Regions from separate parts of the Gossypium hirsutum genome. Here all the other regions are linked to region 2. A link is a contact called in public Hi-C data. All regions are on one chromosome and are shown on one strand. The core of a region is the stretch at or near the end of the contact, and the rest is flanking DNA. Distances in the headings are between cores, read along the strand shown.

The links. A called contact is a pair of places that touch in the nucleus more often than the background predicts.
Region 1: a Hi-C map of leaf shows a contact between it and region 2, with 2.7 times the contacts expected there. The contact joins the promoter of LOC107951543 here to the promoter of LOC107951538 in region 2. A contact is called at or near these places in 14 of 34 Hi-C or Micro-C datasets (anther, hypocotyl, leaf and 2 more).
Region 3: a contact with region 2 is called in a Hi-C map of leaf, with 2.1 times the contacts expected there. The contact joins the promoter of LOC107951546 here to the promoter of LOC107951538 in region 2. A contact is called at or near these places in 4 of 34 Hi-C or Micro-C datasets (callus, leaf and petal).

What each region holds. Positions count from the first base shown.
Region 1 is chrA02:9,471,820-9,475,493 of Gossypium_hirsutum_v2.1, forward strand. LOC107951543 reads right to left here and starts at 1,761. Exons shown (of 1, transcript XM_016886628.2): 1 at 367-1,761. The coding sequence starts at 1,462. The coding sequence ends at 671. LOC107951544 (50S ribosomal protein L3-2, mitochondrial) reads right to left here. Exons shown (of 5, transcript XM_041090456.1): 4 at 3,095-3,208; 5 at 2,435-2,853. The coding sequence ends at 2,680.
Region 2 is chrA02:9,203,444-9,206,800 of Gossypium_hirsutum_v2.1, forward strand. LOC107951538 (probable receptor-like protein kinase At5g18500) reads right to left here and starts at 1,267. Exons shown (of 8, transcript XM_016886614.2): 1 at 834-1,267; 2 at 1-101. The coding sequence starts at 81.
Region 3 is chrA02:9,530,224-9,533,805 of Gossypium_hirsutum_v2.1, forward strand. LOC107951546 (late embryogenesis abundant protein D-29-like) reads right to left here and starts at 1,489. Exons shown (of 3, transcript XM_041090463.1): 1 at 934-1,489; 2 at 395-846; 3 at 170-393. The coding sequence starts at 1,366. The coding sequence ends at 370. It overlaps LOC107952301, which reads right to left. Exons shown (of 3, transcript XM_041090472.1): 3 at 3,046-3,582.

The sequences.
Region 1 (3,674 bases), core at 511-3,010, 270 kb after region 2:
TCTGTTCTTCAATGCAGTGTAGATTTAGGTAATCATATACGAATTAAGCAACAAAAACAAACCTTTGAAAAGGAAAATACCAAACTTTTTTACTAGAAATTGATGCCTTTCTAACAAAGCTTGCAAGACAACAAAGAAAAAATCGCAATAATATTCAAAAAGATATAGGATTTTGTATAAGTTAAAAATGAAGGCTCAAGTCCTGATCAACTTAGTCCAGGACTGACTGCACTTACATAATGGGAAGCAATAGCATAACCTGCTCCCCTGAAAATACAGCATAATAGCATTCTAAAGTGAGAGATAATCCCGGGTATGCCATCATGATTCATTTAATTAAAGGACATATCAAGGGTGCAAAGCATCTAAAGACAATTTTGACACTTCTTTTTCTTGTAATTTTGTAAGAACAGAAAGTCCAGAGAGCTTTAGTTTTGGCATAAGAAGGGCTAAAGGTGAAGCAAATAAACAGAAACAACGAGCTTAATGAAAAATACATACAGGGCAATAGAGAAAGCTACAATTGAATGCAAACAAAAAGCTTACTGAATACAGAAAAACTCCTAAATCATCTCTACAAAGATTTGACATATGGTTCCCATGAACAGAAAGGCTAAATACCAACAAACGAAAACAAACACTTTACTGAGATTGTTGGAATCACCAATGATCAATTAGGCATACCATGAGTGCTTTGTTGACGCTGCAACTTGGGGATTGAAATGGGTACATTAGCACCAGAAACTGAATACGACCCATTGTTTCCCTTGTCGGGAATAGGAGATGGAAGGGATAAAGAGCTTGCTTTGGCGTCAGCAGCAGCAGCAATGGCAGCATCAGGTTTAGATTTGGGAATGCCTACGAGGGACGACTTATGTCTATCACTATCCTTCCGGGCCAACAAGGCGAGTCTCTCGAGAGCCTCTTTGGCTCTCTTCTTTGCCAAAGTAGCTTCTTTGACCCTCCGCTCAGCCTCCACTTTCGCAACGGCGGCAGCTTTGGTCATAGAGGCGGCAGCAATCTTAGCAGCAGCTAGAAGTGCCTTAGCTGCTTCCTTGTCAATAACCCTCGTGTTCGTCGTCTTGTTGTTGTCGTCGTCGCCGTCGTGGGTAGATCCGGGAGGATGATCGGGCGTTGACTTGGGTTTCTTAGTAGGGGCGAGATTGAAGAAAGAGAAATTAGGGTTGGAGCAAGGGGGACAGGTAAAGGAGGTAGGCAAGAGGGAAGAGGAGGAGCAAGAGAGGTGAGAAATGGAAGGGCATTTGAGGCAGATGAGGCGCTGGTGAGGGGGAGGGGACTCGTTGAAAACTTCGAGGCAAATGGGGCAGAAGAGGCCCTGGTGGTTCTTGAGGACGCAGTTGGTGCAGAGGCGTCGATAGCTGGCTCTGTGGCGGAGGTTGTGGAGGAGGAAACGCTCAGGGGCGCCGCAGCCCCCGCATTCGGACAGCTGATCCCGCTTCATGCCCGGAAGGCAAAATGAAAAATCCCAAATGTGGGGGATAATATCCAACACTAAGTTCCTTGACAAGGCTAGGATGTAGGAAGAGGGAAAGTGAAGGGGTTTAGAGTGTGGGTGGTCAAAAGACTCAAAGCAGATTAGTGATTTTCATTTGGTTGTCTGCCTGTCTGTCTGTCTGTCGGAAAAGACCCAAGTTAATTGTGTTGTCACAGTACACACTACAGTACATCATACAGAGATGAAGGGTGGGGGGGGGGAGAGATTGGAGATTAGAGAGAGAGAGATGCTGCAATTGGGTACTTGGTTTGATTTTGCTTAAGGTGACTAGGATAATAATGTCTTCAGAATTTGGTAATGGAAAGAAAGGCCCAATATGGGATAGAGGCCCATTAGTCTAAACAACTATAATACAAGGCTTATCGACGGCCTTGCCATCAGGCATGTAAATAAGACACTTATATAATAATCACGAGCAGACCGGGTATGAGCTGCAGATGGATTCAACTGTGAATGAACATAAGGTTATTTATTAAATGAATAAGTTTCAACAGTCTATTTATGCTCAACAACTAGTTTATTTATAAACTCATTTATAGACTCGCTTATTTGAAGATAATATTTCCTATGAAAAATACTTAAATAGCATTTTCCCTTTATTTTTACATTTATATTTAGTTAGACTAAACATATCAAATAATAAATTGAGTTTGAACATAATATTAAAATTGTAAACAAACACGAGTAACTTTAAATAAATAAAAAAAACAAACACCAACAAAACTTCGTTCATTTGAGCTCGTCTCATTTATTGATATTATTGCATACTCCTCGAAAGTTTTCATAGCATGTAATGTTAGCCTAAATGCGTTCAAAAAATTGCATTACTATTTAATTCAAGTTTAATAACCATTTAAAAATATAAAAAAATGTTATCAACAGTTATTATATCTAATGTCCTATAAGTTTGTACTCGCAAAAGCAAAATTTCAGGTTTCCTTTCATTTATTTAAAATAACTCTCATTCCTGTTACAGAAAAATCAATGCTCAATTTGCTTCAAAAATTCATACATCAACCTTCATCTCTATAACCATTATCTCATATTACATTCCTTCCTGAAACCAAATAACTAGGACACAAACCAACTTCTTACTATTCCGCAAGTTAACTGGTCCGGAATTTAATCTGCCATCCGACAACCAACTCAAACTCCGCCCCACGTCAATCGGCTACCATAAACGGATCTACCTCTCCAAGATCAGCAACCAGAGGCCCTATATTTGTTTCATCCTCATCTTCTGCTGCAAAATAAGTCGGGAACGGAAGCATTGAAACATCAGGTTTCTTGTAAACAGAATCCTTTATGAAGACAAAGTTCCCTTTAGCACCTGGGACCTGTAAACAATAACCAACTCCCTAAACAATACTGCCAATAAAAAACTATACAGAATACAACATATTAGATGGTTAAGAACTTCGGATGCAATGTAATTTGTTCCCATCCTTTGAAGGGGATTAGTCCCTTATTTTTATGACAAACATCGGATTTGGAAGCTTGCAACTGTTGTGCAAAGGCTATAGCCTCCTGATTTTTTCCATTCAAAATTCTTAAGCACTTAAAATAAGAAAACCATACCTGACCCCTCACCCACATCAAATTCCTTGCAGGATCTATCTTGTATACCCACACATTTTTTACTGTTCTCGTCTTCCCACCCATGCGCCCAGGCATCTTTTTCCCTTTAAATACCTACATAACAATAATTGATCGTCAATTATGACTCAAGGGCATTCCATATGGTAAAGACTGATAAACAAATGGATACAAGAGTTGTAATGAAGATTAGGTTGACAATGCATCAATGCGACAATGCATCAATGCCCTGACCTGGCTCCATGCAAAAGTGCAGTAAAACCACAACATCAATGGCTTGGTAATTAGAACTGAGTAGTAATCAACTACAGAGTTTGCAAAACCATTTTTCCCCTCAATTAATTACATCAGTCAAAAACATCAGCAAAAAGTCTACACAAAAATAACTATGCAGAATAAAATCAAATTATTGGATTGAATCAATCATATCAACAAGGGTAAGACAAGAATCCTGCACGGAAAGCTGTAATAGGCCTAATGATTTTGTTTTCAACAATAAAGTTATTAATTCAGATAAACATAACTTCTTCAGTGTTTGATTGAGAAATATAACTGAAAAGCC
Region 2 (3,357 bases), core at 17-2,516:
TCCTAAGCAAATTACAATAAGAACCCACAATTGCAGACCAATGTACTCTTTTGACAGAGTTTTGTTCAGATCAGAGGCCATCTTCACCTACACCAAGATGCCTGAAAACATGTTTAAGTAAAATAACTTAGAACCACAACCATCTAATAAAAAAACTGTTACATATTTTGCATTTATTCAAGATACCAATTAATTTATGACATAAAAAGAGAAACAAATGGCTAAGTTTCACAGTAAACAAGTGCAGAGGGTAAAGCAAATATAGAAAGATAAGGAAAACTAAAGCAGACCTTGAACCACAATCAAGTTTCCAAAAAAAGAACCCCAAAAGAGAGCCCTCAATCAGAGAGAGAAGCTTGAAGGAAAGCAAAGAGTTTGTTCTTTAAATCAAAGTCCACCGACTGCCAAAAACTTTATTTTTTTTTTCAAATAATAAACAAACATAAAAAATCAAATAGAATAAGAATAGGCATCACGTTTCCAACACACACTCTACATTTGACAAATCATCACACACACATAAAACTGAACCAGATATCTTATTTCCAACAAAAAAATGATAATAATTTCAGTCATTATTTGACAAGATCAACCAAAAAATAAAAATAAAAACAAAAACTTCAAGCATTAATAAACGCAATGAAGAACTAGGAGGAAATCCCAGAAGAAACCATATTGAAAAGCTAGAAAAGGGGTTACTGCAATGTCAAAAAATGAAGGGATTTTTGTAGGGTTTCTATGTGAGAAGTGGGGATTTTGCGAAATGGGTATTGACCGGGGTAATGAGAAGAAGATGTGGAGTTGTCAGAGGTAGGTGATGAGGAAAGACATGCCTTACATTAACAGTGAAATGGAAGCAGCTTACACAACACAACAACTGGAAGCTTTTTTTTTGTTTTTCTTTTGCTGTTTCTTCACTTTTCTTTTTTCATTGTCACAACTCAAAACACTGTATATTATTGGAAAACAATTTATAAATTGAGTCTCAGACTCTTCTTCTTGATGAATAAATAAAAAATAAAAAAGATCTTACAAATTAAGAACCCAATTGTGGAAAATGATTCTTTTTATTCTTTATTGTGCTTTCTGTAAATTTTAGTTTTTCAAGGTAGTAGTTTCATTTTTTAATCATTGAAAACTTTAACTTAAAAAATGAAAAGATAAACAAAACAAGTGGGTAATGGTATGGTTGAACTCAAAGGGAGAATGATCCAAAAAAGAAATGACCATAAATTTCATCCTTGATATTTATTTTAGTTTGAGATTTTAATTTTACAGTGTTTTTGAAATAAAGGTAAATTTCTTTTAATATAGATTAGTAGATCTGCATGCATAGTCAAAGAAACAGACTGGACTCCAATACCAACAGGCTTTTGATTGACATTGTCATTGTTTTTCCTTAAACACCCTTGCTTTAGTTTCAAAATATTTAAATTAATAACATACAATCCCTTTAATCTTTCTTCTAGAGAGTAGGGACCATCTTCATACTAAGATGGATGGTGTCATGTCTGTATGGGCATACATGGAGAGAAGATTGGGGAATCAAAGCATAGTCCCCCACAAAACAAAAAGATAAAAAAAAAGTAAAAAAACTTAAGCTGGGTTGGAATTACAAAGATTGCAGAAGCATTCATTCCAAGGCCAAATATCCCAAATCATAATAATAATATAAATAAAGAGAGGGTATAATTGGTGTAATAATGAAACCTTGGATGAATGAAAGATGAACAGAGGAATGATGGGTTGTTTCTGAATTACATAAATGTAAGAAACAAGGAACATCCAAATTGGGTTTCAATGGCTGTAATATCTGTGGCAGTGTTGAACTAATGAAAATGGTTTCAATGACAAACCTATTGTTTTCATCTTTCTCCCAACTCTCAACTTTTTTTTTTAATCTCAAGATTACATACATGTATTTTTTTTCCTAATCCAATTCCATGTTTTATATATAAGTTGGGATAAAAAAAATATCTCCAATCCTTTCATTATTCAACAAATTAACTTTTTTATTAAAATTAATCACTTTTTATTTCTCTCCACGATTTATCTTACTTTTAATTGAAATAATAATTTTAAATATTTATATATTTTGTAAAATTTATTCTAATTTAAAAAATTCAATTAATTTAACCTTTAATATTTACACCATCTTTGAACTTGATCTTATTTCTAAATTTATTGATATCAAAATTATAAAATTTGTAACCGTTGAAGATTAAATTTATTATTATACCAATCAAAGGTAGGATAAATAGATGAACAAAAGTAAACTCGATAATTTATTACCCTTAGTTACTCGTATTTGAAAGAAAGATAAATTTGTTAAATATCAAGATTGACTGATATTAGGGATGTCTTTTTCTTTTTATATATAATAAAAAATTGAGTGGTAAGAGGATTGAAAATGAAACTTAGAAATTACCTACCAAATGAGACTGTGATAATTAACAAAGTATTAAGCAATTGAAGCGAGTATGGTATAAATATTGTAAACTCAAATAGATGGCACCCAAGGCAAGCCAAATCCAGATTGCTTCAGATAGCAGTTAGCAGCAGAGATGTGATTTCTTTTTCTTATTGTTGTTATTATTTATCAATTATCATTATCAGTGTTAGATTTATAAAGAATGGGGAGTGGTAAAAATCAATGATTATTTATTGCCACCTTGTTCATGCTTTGTGTATAAACAAACTAAAAGGTATCTCTATCTTATTCTTATCTACATATGCATTCACATTCTTCCCTCCACCCAACATTTTATGTACCTAGAAGACGTGGTGTCATTTTATGTTCACGTGTCTACCATTTGCACCTTACAATATAGAATAGAATAAATCTAAAAGCAAAGAAAATGGCTATTTAGGAGTCTGAGTTGGCCACCACGCTCATCACCTCTCTCACAGTTTTAGCCTCTCATATGCATCCGTGGCCGTGAAGATGGAGAAACATGCCTTCATCACCACATTGGATATTCCTTTCTGCTTTTTCATCCTACATGTTTAGGATTGTCCCTCCTAATAATGTTATTTACATTTACGATATGCGAATGAAAGTATTTATGTAATAAATTTATAAAAGAGTAAAATTGAAATAACTAATATTTTGATATCTTAAGTTTAAATCTCATTATTCATCCGTTAATATGCATATATATATATTTCTAAATTTTATAAAATAAAATGATATTTGATAATTTTCTAATTGAATTGAGCTCAAGTTGATGGCTGACATCAACTCAATCAACCCCTTAATTTATAGTATAGATTTCACATATTTAATTTTTTACTTTTATAATACTATTAATACATTCAAATTGACAACATCGATAAAGTGATTGACGTAAATATATT
Region 3 (3,582 bases), core at 239-2,738, 330 kb after region 2:
GTTATGATTTAAGTTACACACTGTCTTGGGCTTCGGGTTTCACTCACCATGAATCATGATGTAACCTACCAACCCCAAAAGATCAATGGACCTAATGCCAGCTTAGCTCGCTCTTGTTTTGGACTAATCATATTAAGAATGCCTCTACTTCTACCATCATGTCATACGGTACGGAAAGTAACCATCCATTATTGTCTACCGAAGTTTCAAAACCAAACATATTTATACAACCACCGAAACAAAGCATATAAAAACTCATCTACTCTCAAATCTTAATCTCATCACCACCACTCAGCATTGCAGCAACTCACAGCTCCTCATCTCGCTCACGTCCTCGCCCTTGTCCCCCACCGTTCACATAGTTATCTTTCAGTTCTTGTGATTTCTGCTTCGCCGACTCGTAGCCCGAAGCTATGGTATCCTTTGCAGATTCTATGGTCTCTTCAGCTTTGCTTTTGGCCGCATCGTACCCTTGTTTAGCTTTCTCTTTCGCCCACTTCAGGCTCTCCCCTGTCTCTTCGTTCTTTTTCTTGGTTTCCTCCGCCGCACCCTCTGCTTTCTCGGCAACTACCTCCTTCGCTTCTTCCGCCTTCCGAGCCCCCCTTTCCTGCGCTTCATTCGTCATCTCACTTGTCCTATCCGCCATGTCCCTCACCTTTTCCTTCGCTGCAATATATGCTGTGTTCGCATTTTCTTTTGCAGAATCTGCTAATTCCCTGGCCTTCTCTGTGGTTGCTTGTCTCATCTCACTGCTCTTTCCCTTTGCCGCATTCGTCACATCATCGGTCTTCTTGTAGGCTGTATCTTTCATGTCCTTTGCCTTCCCTGCACTGTATTCACCAGCTCCTGCCCAATGTTGAATAAATCACTGATCAGAACAATAAATAACATAATAAAATCCGGGGTGTAAAAAGTATATTAATTTTAATCAACCTGAGGCCATGTCTTGTAACTTGTCCTTGGTCTTGGTAGCAGTGTCAGCTACGGAATCAGAGGCTTTCCTGACAGAACCCTTAGGATCATCGTCTTGCTTGAATCCAAGCCCTTCAGATATCTTCTCTTTAGCCCATTCAGTCCATGAATCTGTGGACTCCTTGGCTTCTTTCCCTACCTCTGATGCCCTATCCTTTGCTTGTTGTGTGTTGCTCTTTACCTCATTTGCAGCATGATCCGCCTTGCTTTTCAAGGCATCCTTGGCTTGCTGAGTTCTGCTGTTGAGTTCATCAGTGGCTTCTTCTGTCTTCGTCTTTAACTTTGAATATTCTCTAGCATCCTCATCTGTCGATGGCATGTGGTCCACGGTCGTGCACCTCACGTTGGCAGCAGTTAGGACAAGGAACACAATGAAAAACCAACTCGAAGCCATGAATATATGGTTAAAAAGTACAGCAACAAATTGTATCCACAAAGTGTTTTTTCTTCAAGGAAGGAAGGAAATTGAACTTTTTTGAAGATAGCAAGTGTAGGGGGAAGAAAGTTGATGAAGGCCATGAACCTTGGGGGTGTTATATTTAAGCGGGGAGAGGAGGTGATGGGGGTGGCTGTCATTCAACGTGGCAAACTGGGAAACGTTTGAGGTTGCTATGTGTCATCTTCAGCATTCCAAGTGTCAGCTCCCTAGCTGTTTACTGTAAAAGCTTCGTACGTGTCTCTAAGGAGTTGAGTTGGGTTATAGCCACGATCCCCTATATCCCATGCCAATCTTCAAAGTGGCTTATCAGGAAAATAAACTGCAAAACTCTAGAAGGCATTATCATTCTTAATCATACAACTCATAAAGCAGGTCACAGTAGAACATGTTAGAAGTTTACAATTCCAAATTTGTATTCCCTTTTTGACTTGTTTCGTTTGTTATCCAAACTTTGCTCGCTTTGCCAATTTTTAGCAGTCAGTGTATTTGGGTCCCTAACAGAACATGCACTCACAATGGGCAGCCTATGCCCATTTCCATTTCCATATCGTTATGTTGTTTCCCTTTAATCTAAACATTGAATTCAAGGGGCATCTAGATGTTACACAGTTGCATCCTACAGTATTGGAGGATTTCCCATCTAAAATTTTGCAAGTGTTTTTAAGAACCAGTAGCAAACTACAAAATTATATGGATTTCGTTTGTCTGGGACTGAGACTTTTACAATGATATTTTCTTTGGGTAAACAAAACGGATAGCAACAAAAAGTTTGCACTCCTTCCTTTATTTTGATTACTCTCCATAAAAATTTAAAAATTTTAAGAAAGATGATATGATAATTTTTTTTACATATAGACAAATCATTAGATTTCATATGACATAATTAATCACATAAATATGATACATCACTTTAAAATATAACAATATAATTTATCTAATACTAATTATTAACCAAAATAAAATAATAATAATTAAATAGTTGGAAAAAAAAAACTAAAAATCTAAACGTCTCTTCTTCGTCAAATTTTAAACGCTAGAGCAATTACGACCCTCTTTTTCCTCTACAAGTTACGCCTCTCCTTCTTCTTTGATATTTGTATTTCTAAGTCAATTAATCAAGATTGTATCAGGATTTGGCTTTTCTACATGTTTGTTTGTCATTTTAGTATTTGGCCTTAGAATTTTATCTAGAGAGAGGATTCAATTTAAAAACTGGTTAGATTTTCTTCTTTTGTTGTTACATGCTTTTTATGAACATAAACTGTTGTCAAATTAAGCTTCACGTTAGTTCCTTTAAGCAATCCGCCAATATGCGAACGAAGAGGGTCGAAACATAGATCTTTACAAAGTTAAAATTTTTGGAAAAGGAAATGTTTAGATTTCTGAGTTTTTTTTCAACTATTTAATTGTTGTTTTTTCTTTTATTTTAGTTAATAATTAATTTTAGGCAAATTATATTTTAATCATTAAAATTGAACATTTATATGATAAATTATGCCACCACCAATGAAATTTTCAGTAGAGTTTTTATCAAGAGTGATCAAAATAAATGAATTATGTAATGTGAGTGTCTAAATTGCAAGTCTTTTGGATGCCTAAAATAAAAAATTTTGATAGTTGGGTCAACAGTGTAGTTGACTTAAAAGGGAAAAAGATATATATACATATGCAAAAGTCATCAAAATTTCGTTTTTTTTTTTCTGCAATTATATCAACTGGCAATGGAATAATGGATGAGGAACGCAACAAGACATTCACCACATGTTTGTTGCTCACTTGTTCAACATGTTTGCAGGAATGGCCTTTACTTTCCCTGTTAGTAAAAATGGAAACCTAACGTCAAACCAGTTTCCTACACGAAGAGAATATCACTGTGCAGTACAGCCATCCAGCTTTTAATTCCAGAAAAATCAATCCACATACAGGATCCCAATATCTCACCATGTCTCATCCGGGTCTGCATCGTCACAAGCTTTCTTTCAACCAACCTAAATACAATAAACTACAACTTTTACTCCCTAAGCAGATTGCTTGCATTTCCTTTTGTTGTGCCCAAGCTTTTTGCACTTGCTGCACTGAAGTGTTCTCTTAACAGCTTGATTGGATTTAAGTGCGTATTTTCTTTCCTTGGGCCGCCCCACCGGACGGGTCACACAAGGAGGATGCACAAG